Linked DNA regions of Macaca mulatta: all the other regions are linked to region 2. Evidence: chromatin contacts called from public Hi-C data. All regions are on one chromosome and are shown on one strand. Each heading gives the region's core, a stretch centred on a gene start, on an enhancer-like site or on the middle of the called end of the contact. The rest is flanking DNA. Distances are from core to core; before and after follow the strand shown. Region 1 has its middle 18 kb from the start of SORL1. Region 2 has its middle 27 kb from the start of SC5D. Region 3 has its middle 66 kb from the start of SORL1.

What was found. Hi-C and Micro-C count contacts between places; a contact is called where the count stands out from the background.
Region 1: a contact with region 2 is called in a Hi-C map of cortical neurons, with 2.8 times the contacts expected there. The contact joins two enhancer-like sites. A contact is called at or near these places in 2 of 14 Hi-C or Micro-C datasets (CD4 T cells and cortical neurons).
Region 3: a Hi-C map of fetal cortical plate shows a contact between it and region 2, with 1.7 times the contacts expected there. The contact joins two enhancer-like sites. A contact is called at or near these places in 2 of 14 Hi-C or Micro-C datasets (cortical neurons and fetal cortical plate).

The regions. Positions count from the first base shown.
Region 1 is chr14:122,107,485-122,110,817 of T2T-MMU8v2.0, forward strand. No RefSeq gene overlaps it. Among named protein-coding and RNA genes, the nearest start is that of SORL1, 18 kb to the right of the region's middle. Within about 2 kb of position 1,982, at least 9 of the 40 cell types and tissues checked have an H3K27ac peak or open chromatin away from gene starts, as enhancers often do. A contact at or near this core is called in cortical neurons, where this site is marked.
Region 2 is chr14:121,993,762-121,996,829 of T2T-MMU8v2.0, forward strand. No RefSeq gene overlaps it. Among named protein-coding and RNA genes, the nearest start is that of SC5D, 27 kb to the left of the region's middle. Within about 2 kb of position 1,385, at least 4 of the 40 cell types and tissues checked have an H3K27ac peak or open chromatin away from gene starts, as enhancers often do. A contact at or near this core is called in cortical neurons and fetal cortical plate, where this site is marked.
Region 3 is chr14:122,059,334-122,062,400 of T2T-MMU8v2.0, forward strand. No RefSeq gene overlaps it. Among named protein-coding and RNA genes, the nearest start is that of SORL1, 66 kb to the right of the region's middle. Within about 2 kb of position 1,263, at least 7 of the 40 cell types and tissues checked have an H3K27ac peak or open chromatin away from gene starts, as enhancers often do. A contact at or near this core is called in cortical neurons and fetal cortical plate, where this site is marked.

The DNA.
Region 1 (3,333 bases), core at 732-3,231, 110 kb after region 2:
AGGTACTGTTCTAAGTACTTTAAAAATATTAACCCTTATAGGCCGGGCGCGGTGGCTCTCGCCTGTGATCCCAGCACTTTGGGAGGCTGAGGCGGGTGGAAAACCTGAGGTCAGGAGTTCGAGACCAGCCTGGCCAACATAGTGAAACCCCATCTCTACTAAAACTACAAAAAATTAGCTGGCCTGGTGGTGAGCATCTGTAATCCCAGCTACTCAGGAGGCTGAGGCAGGAGGATTGCTTAAAACCAGGAGGCAGAGGTTGCAGTGAGCTAAAATTGCACCATTACACTCCAGCCTGGGTGACAGAGTGAGACTCCATCTCAAAAACAACAACAACAACAACAAAATATATGTGTGCATATATATATATATATATATATATATAAACCCATATAATCCTCATGACAACTCTGAGATAATTTAAAGTATATCATTATTTTAACTTACTAATAGCAGTGGTATCAAGAGAATGAGAAGACAAACCACATACTGGAAGCAAATTTTTGTAAATGACATATCTGATAAAGAACTGCCATATAAAAAATAAAAAGAACACTAAAAATGCAACAATAAGAAAATGAACAACCCAACTATAAAATGGACAAAAGCTCTGAACAGATACCTCACCAAAGAAGATATACAGTGCACAAATAAGAATGTAAAAAAATGCTCAATATCATGTCATTAGGGAATTGCAAATTAAAACTAATAGCAATAATAATAGCTAGCATTTTTCAAATGCCCATGGTACTCATACTTTATGAATCTCATTTAACGTTCACAATACCTGTAAGAAGTGGGCACTCAATTATCATGACTATTTTGCAGATGAGAAACCCAAGACTTGGAGAGGTGAAGTAACTTTCCAAAGGCCACAGTTAATGGATGTGAATCCCTATCTGTCTCATCTTAAAGCCTGTGCACTGAATTGCCATACTATAGCCTATTAATATTTAGTCACTCTTAATAATTTACTGCTTTTATACAGTTTTGGTTTTACAATCTTACACAATTGAGTGAAAAAGTAAGCTTATTTAACACCTATACATATTTAACCAGGTTATTACCCAGGCACTACCGTTCATCTGCAGGGAGCTTGTTCAAATTGGCAGCATAGTACATAGGACAAATTTAAGAGCTTTGGAAAGTTCTCTTTGTGGCTGGGTGTGGTGGCTCACACGTGTAATCCCAGCCCTTTGGGAGGCCGAGGCGGGCAGATCACTTGACATCAGGAGTTTGAGACCAGCCTGGCCAACATGATGAAATCCCATCTCTACTAATAATATAAAAATCAGCCGGGCATGGTGGTGCATGCCTGTAATCCCAGCTACTTGAGAGGCTAAGGCGGAGAATTGCTTGAACCCGGGAGGTGGAGGTTGCAGCGAGCTAAGATTGCACCACTGCGCTCCAGCCTGGATGACAGAGTGAGACTCCGACTCAAAAACAAAAACAAAAACAAACAAAACAAAACAAAACAAAACCTATTTGTAATAATCCAAACTAATAAAGTTATAGGATAAAATCACAGTCTTCGGGGGCAGTTATTCTGATCTTCGTTTCCATACTGTCAGTTTGACAGATGTTGACTGAATAGCAGAAGTGTTCTGAGATGGCATATGCAGTTGGATACTTTAACAAGAATTTTTAAAAGCTATGATTTATAAAGTGTGCAAAACTTACATGAGATAATGCGGTATTCTCGGCGAATAGTCTGCGAAACTCTTACCAACCTGAGCCTGAAGAGACCAGAGGAAGGGGCAGTTACTGACACCCAGAGAGGACAGCTGGATGGAAGAGAATGACCCCACAGGGGCAGGCCTTCAGTAAAGGGACATAGCTAGCCCATAACTACCTAGAAGGTAGGAAAGTAGGAGAATAACCCCTGACCTCCTTTCTTTGCAACACTATGATCTCCTCGCAGTGCCTCCAGTTGGCCAAAGCCAACTGGAAACCAAGTGCCAGTCTCCTGAAGCACAGGGCAGGGCAAGAAAGGATGAAGACTGGCTTAAAGGAAAATGGACAATATCTAGGACACTGATAATGGCCCAAATAAGGGCATGTGCTTTGATAAAATGGAATTTCTGAGCCTGGCAAATTAAAATCCAGCTGCTGGATCTGCGGAATCCTCACTAAGTGTGGTTACCTAAGTAGTTGGACAGCCTGACTATTATAATCCTCTCTCAATCTCTCTCTTCATCAGTTACATTTAAAGAGGCCTCTGACTCAAATGCACCAGCCCACAGCTTTGGTTCCCTTTGTGTTCTTCCTCACCCAGCTGGCACAACTGCTGAAGTGCGGAGTGCAGAAGAACCCTCTGAGCTGTTGTTGTAGCAAACAGCTTCCTCCTGTTAGGAAATTTCACAAACCCATCTGCTCAATAGACATCCTTCCTGAGGTAGGCTTGGGAAGCTTACAAACATAAGCAAAGGACAGAAAACCAGGTTCCCATTTCTGGGCTTGTGCAAAGTACATGTGATTGTTGCATAGACAAAAAGAAGGCATGCTAGAGGGCAGAAAGCTGTTCACATGTTGGCCCAGTTCATAGTTTCCTGTCTTTACCTTTCCTTCAAAAGTTCTTGGGGATGGTGTTAGGCACAAATGGCCTGTCCCTTTTTCCTATACTTGCGGATGATCGCACACGGCTCACCTTGACCATGATGCCCCACTGCAGTGCCTTGCTCAGCTCTGCTCTCTGATAACGCCCTGTGCACTGGCTCTTTCCCTTTGCTCTGTCCCTTTCCCTTTGCTCTGTCTACTTGTCCTGAGTCTCATTTCTCTTATCTGGTTGAAAGAAAGGCAAAGAGATAAAAAGAAAAAGCATGTCAATTTACTATTACATGTCAATTTTCAATTTACTTGGTTGCTAACAGAGTGATGTAGTTCTCACTGTGTGTTCTGCAGAACCCTACGGATTGGCAGAGTTAAGCAAGCAGGGCTTTGGAAACCCTGGGTCCCCCACAGCCTCAGTACCATACATCTGCTTTTGTCTGTTTCATACATTGAGGTTCTATGTCAGGTTTTAATTGTAATAAGTCTAGTTCTGCTGCTTGAAATTTTCAAATGATTGTAAACCACTGGCTAGATCTCCCAGGGTACTTCTCTTTTGTCAGGGGATTAGGGATATCACGATCACGAATCAACTGAGGAGCAATGAAGTGGTTAAGGGCACGGGCTCTGGAGCTCGACTGCCTGTGTTCATATCTGAGCTCTGCCCTCTACTAGCTTTAAGACAACAGCCTGAGGACCTCCCACACCCCAGCTCAGTGATCTGTGATGTCTTGGGCTACAATTCAGGATTGAGGAGAGGCTCTTGAGCAAGAGCCATATGCTGGG
Region 2 (3,068 bases), core at 135-2,634:
GGCCAACATGGTGAAACCCCGTTTCTACTAAAAATACAAAAATTAGCTGAGTGTGGTGGCACATGCCTGTAATCAGCTACTTGGGAGGTGGAGGTTGCAGTGAGTCGAGATCACATCACTACACTCCAGCCTGGAGCACAGAGTGGGACTCCATCTCAAAAAAAAAAAAAGAAAAAAAAAAAAGGACAATGTTTGTGATCATCTATTAATCATAATATTCAAAGCAGGTTTCAGAGTATATGTACAAACTACTCAGCCGGTCTGAAGATAAAACAGCCAGGAGTTGTTTGAATCAGATGTTAGACACCTTTTCAATGAAACTCACACTGTATCCTACACCTGGAGATCAGCACAGCTGCCTGGGTGTTGCAGCCTTTTCCTCCACAATTTCATGGAAGAGCCCAACTGTTATGAATGAGCAGGCTGGTTTGGAAGCAGCGGGTGATTAGCAAATGGGAGAATACCCAAGGGTGACCCCCCTGAAGGGATGTGAAAATTCTCAAAACATGAATCCTCAGATAATGCTATTATCATTTAGGTAAATTCTTTCAACAAATAATTTTGATTACCTGATGTATAACAGGTGTTATGCTAGAAGGTAGGATAAAGCAGTAAATAGTTAAGAAGGAATATCAATAGTGGACATTTCGATAGGAAATCTGTGGAAGTGCTATGAGATAGTAAGTTTGCAGGAGGTAACATACCCTAGAGAAAATTCTCCCAAAAGGACGCAATGCTTAACCAGATGTCTGAAAGTGACAGGTAGGAAGGCCAGTAGAAGAGGGTTCTGGGTAGAAATAGTTGGTTGAAGGAAGGTTAAGAGTGGGAAGAGCATGGACCATTCAAGACACTGAAGGAGGTCCAGCATGGCTGGAATGTAGAATTCTAGAAGACTGGAAAGAGATAGAGGCTGGAGAGCAAGGTGCGGCCAGATCCTGGAAGGCTTTGTTGTTCCTGCAAAGAAAGTTGGTTTGATCATAAACGCAATGGGAAGACACTGAAAAGGATATTCTGTGAGGTGATGCAATCAGGTTTGTACATGAGAAATACTGCTGTGTGAATGGATGGGTGCCAGGGAGATACAGATTTGGGAGTTAGCAGGTATAGATGTGAACAAAAGCCATGAAGACATGGCCCAGAGAGAGTGTGTCGAGTGATAAAAGGGACAAAGATGGAATCCTAAGGAATATGGAAAAGTCAAGAAGAAGAGGAGCAAGTAATAAACTGAGAAGGAGCCAGAGATATGAGACTAACTAGGAGAAGGTTGCTTTGCAGGAACCAAGGGGAGAGACTGCTTCCAAAAGAAGGAAAGTCAGTGATGACAAATGTCACCAAGAAGCCAAGGAAACTAAGGACTGAGGAGCATCTAATGCATTTAACACAGGGAGGCGATGGGTAAGCTTGATAAAACCAGCTTCAGTAGAGTGGTGGCAGCAGAAGCCAGACTATGGCGAAGAAATACAATGACTGGTTGTAAAGGAATGGAGATGGTCTTCTGGAAGTACAGTTCCAAATGTGGGGACAGATAGAGCCAATAGTCGATAATAGGGCATTGGGTCAAGGTGGGAGGTGTTATATAAATACGAGAAATTTGGAGGATATTTAAGTACTGAAGGAAGTGGCAAGTTGAGTGGGAGGATGGAAGTCTCAGATGAAGGTTATCAAGAAGGCTGGAGAGGCTGTGATTCAGAGCACACAGAGAGCAGTGGCTTTGTTTGGAGGAGGGATGGGCTTCTACATTTCTGTGCATTTCTGGGTTCAGTGGCAATGGTTTGAGAGTGTTCCTGTCTGGCAGTTCTCATTCTCTCTGTGAGGATAAAAGGTACTAGGGACTACATTTTTCTCCATACCCATTGCAAAAGTTTAAAATTCCTCTCAAAGAGGAAGGTTTTTTTGTTTGTGTGTGTGTGGTTTTTTTTGTTTGTTTGTTTTTGTTTTTTTGTTTTTTAAGGCAGAGTTTCACTCTTGGTGCCCAGGCTGGAGTGCAATGGTGTGACCTCAGTTCACTGCAATCTCTGCCTCCCTGGTTCAAGTGATTCTCCTGCCTCAGCCTCCTGAGTAGCTGGGATTACAGGCACACGCCACCACAGCCAACTAATTTTTTGTGTTTTTAGTAGAGATGGGGCTTTTCTGTATTGGCCAGGCTGGTCTCGAACTCCTGACCTCAGGTAATCCGCCCGCCTCGGCCTCACAAAGTGCTAGGATTACAGGCATGAGCCACTGCACCCAGCCCAAAGAGGAAGTTTTTAAAAAGTATTCATGAAATCAGGAGAAGGATAGAGAATCCCTAAAATGTGTTTTTAAAAAAACAAACTTAGGCAAAAGTAATTGATGGTCAAGACACTTATGAAGGTAAACACCGTGCAAATTCTGTCTACAGCAATCGATGGTGGATGCACTAAAGACATGAATTCAAACAAAAACTGTGTATCTTACTCTAATAAACATTTATGATCAAGTCTAACAGTTAGGTAAATGAAAACAATTCACTCTCCGTATCCAGATTTAATGTGTTTCATCTGAGCAGTTGAATGAATACATAACCACTAATTGCAGTAGAATTATATGAAAATTAGGTAGTTTAATAAACTCTATGGATTTGAACAATAGTTAACACAATAACCTGAACTTAATTAGATGCTCATATTAAATGCCGGGAATAAGCAAGTGCTTTCTTTGATGTCCATTTTAAGTGCATCCTAAATATCACAGCATAATCCAGTAAGAATAGACACAAATAGAGTCAATGATGTTTGAAGAAATGCGACAGAATAAATAAATCATACTCATATTCATGCCACCCTGGGGGGTGGGGCGGGCACAGGAAAGCTTATCATTTCCTTGGCTCAACGTCATTATGCGGAATCCAATGTTTCGAACTACAAAGAGTTAATCCTCCTCACCGAAGCCATCTTTTTTGTAGTGTTTTTGGCAGAAGGGAGTCCTTGCCCTCTAGAAAAGGACCCATAGAGCATTAGGGCTCCTTGGCAGCAGGAACCAATGTTCTCTTTGTTATAACTCAACCTACGATTTTCTCTCTTTCCAGCAGAGAGAGAAAAATGCGGATG
Region 3 (3,067 bases), core at 13-2,512, 65 kb after region 2:
AGACAAAAGCTTGTTAGTCTGCTTAGGCCTCTGCTTGGGACCCTTGGTTCACCTGGTCCCAGACTACATGGAGCTGTGGGGAACAGTGGCTCCCTATTATGTGGGGTTTAACCAAGGATTGATATTTACGGAAAGAGTGTTCACAGCAGTGTTCTTTTGTTCTCTCTGAAGTATTTATCTAACATTCCTTAATCCATGAAGACATTTTCATGTGAATCTTTTTTTTTTTTTTTTTTGAGGCAGAGTTTTGCTCTTGTCACCCAGACTGGAGTGCAGTGGCGCGATCTCGGCTCACTGCATCCTCTGCCTCCTGGGTTCAAGCGATTCTCCTGCCTCAGCCTCCAGAGTAGCTGGGATTACAGGTGCTCGCCATCACTCCCGGCTAATTTTTTTTTTTTTTTTTTTGTATTTTTAGTAGAGACGGGGTTTCACCATGTTGGGCAGGCTGGTCTCGAGCTCCCAACCTCAGGTGATCCACCTGCCTCATCCTCCCAAAGTGCTGGGATTACAGGCGTGAGCCACCGTGCCTGGCTCATATGAATCTTTTATCCATTTATTCCTCCACAGAAGTAGTGTGCTTTCAAAGCACAAAGGATTACTGCAAGTCGTTGTGGGCAGGTAGTTTAGTGTTGATTCAAGACACTAGAAAATACATGATATTAGCATGCCTCACATCATAGGAGAGGCTACCTTTTTATATGCAGATATCACTTACTTTCAGGGTGAGAGAACTGACCTATTGTCATTAATTTGCCATACATTTATTGACAACCAACTATATGCAGAACACTATTAGGACTTTGAGAAACTGCTTTTGACTTTTAAAAGGAGATTTATTTGCACAGCTACATCCCAAAATAGCAAAGTGTTATCGCCTGCTTCTCTAGAATCCCAGTTGGAGCTTGGAAATTAAACCTTCAGTGCATTTACATAGAAGTAGGAAAATTTCTCTTCCCTCTATGAAGGGGCAGGTTAGGTCTAGGAGAGGGTGGCCACCCTTGATGATCCACCTCCAGGGCCAACATCTCCATTTACAGTCTGGACGCAGGCCTACCTTAGCCTCAGCTCACTTTGATCAAGTGAAGAGAACTAGTTTCTCCCAGAGAAAGCAGAGCTCCTAAAATTGATTCTGAGCTTTAAGACCAGACAGTTCTCCCTGAATCTCCATACCTCCTGTCTCCCGCTACTACCCAATGGCCTAAGTCTGTACAAATTCCTTGAGAAAGCAGCGGCTCTTCCTTGGGCAGGGCCACCTCATACTAGCACCATGGCCCAGCCTTAGACCTAGTACCTGTCTTCACACCAGTTTTCTAGCCAGTTGAACCAATCCCAGTGTCTAATTTAACATCCTCCCTACCATCAATTGCTCCCCAAAAGGGCTTTTGTCTGTTATCATAAGGCCAAAGAAGGAGATTTAGGCTGGTTCTTTGGTCAGCACTGTCCCACCACATCCCTCATACATCAGTGTTTCAGAGTCTCATCCAGGGCTCCAGTCAGAAACCTGACTAACAAGAAGCTGGGAGGAGACACAGCCTCACATTTGAACCTTTTGAAGCCAGAGAGAATGCTAAGACTTTTCCATGCTTGAGCATCAGGCTGGTAGAGCTCAGAACATTTGGTGTCTTCCATATATAGAGTCTGTAAGGTCTGAGCTTCCTGGTTTCTAAATGCAGTCATGTTTATCTGCACTGTTACTTTGGTAGAGTTCCCAGTCCTGACGATGCTTCCGAGTCACCTAGCGAGCTTATTTTAGATTCCAGAGAGGCTGATTCCACGAGTCTGATAAGTTGGGGCCCTACAAAAGATCTGGGGTGATTTTGAGGCGGCAGGTGCACGAGCTGGCATTTGGAAACAATTGGTGTACACTGTGGTGCTGGATAAATGAAGAGCCCAGTGGCCTCCTAGGATCTTAGGTGGTGACTGTGTCATTTAGGCCAGTGTTCCCCACTTCTTTTTGGTGCCAGGGATCGGTTTTGTGGAAGACAATTTTTCCACGGATATGGGGTGGGGGAGGTGGGAGGGAATGGTTCTGGGATGAAACCGTTCCATCTTAGATCAGCAGGCATTAGAATCTCATAAGGAGTGCACAAAATCTCCCACACGCTCAGTTCACAATAGGGTTTGCGCTCCTATGAGAATCTGACAGGAGACGGAGCTCAGACTGTAATGCTTGCTGGCCCGCCGCGCACCTCCTGCTGTGTGGCCCGGTTCCTAACAGGCCATGGAAGGGTACTGGACAGTGGCTGGGGGTTGAGGACCTCTGATTTAGGCTATTCCGAGTTTTTCTAAGATTCCTAAGAATCCAGTTATCACGGCCACATCACAGTTTTTTCAGGAGGCCAGTTCTGCACATCTCCATTTCACCCTCTGGAACAGAAAGCACCACAGCAGCAAAGCAGAGCTAGCTGACATGGTGAAGCCCTAAGCATGAAAAGACACTTGACAAACTGCATTTCCCCTAAACAGTTCTCAACAGCCCTTTGAAAATGCAGCATAGCTTATTTTATATAATATAAAATCAGCCTCTAAATCATGGGCTCAAGGGATCCTTCAGCTTCAGCCTCCTGAATAGCTAGGACTACAGGTGCACACCATCATGCCCAGCTAACTTTTAAAAAAAGTTGTAGAGATGAGATCTCACTGTGTTGCTGGTCTTGAACTCCTGGCCTCAAGCAATCCTCCCGCCTTGGCCTCCCAATGTACTGGGATTACAGGCATGAGCCCCTGCACCTGGCCTGATGATTATATTTTTAATCATATCACTCTGCTCCCTTCCCATCTCTCCACTATCCCATATGTCTTCCTTCCTCTAGAGGCCCTTTAGAACATAAAGTTCCAAAAATGCGGGGTACATGCCAAAACCAAGGTCTTCATGGAATTTTCTGTTTGTTTTTAATATCACAAGGTGACAAACTAAGACGAAGACTCCAATCAGGAGACAATAGAGCAGTCATTGTCATCAATCCACTTATAAGGCCAAGTTTTGGAATTCGTCACTGTGTTACAAGCCCTCTTCTCTCTAGATTTAATTATACTATAGCAAAAGAATGGAAATAAATTAAATAAC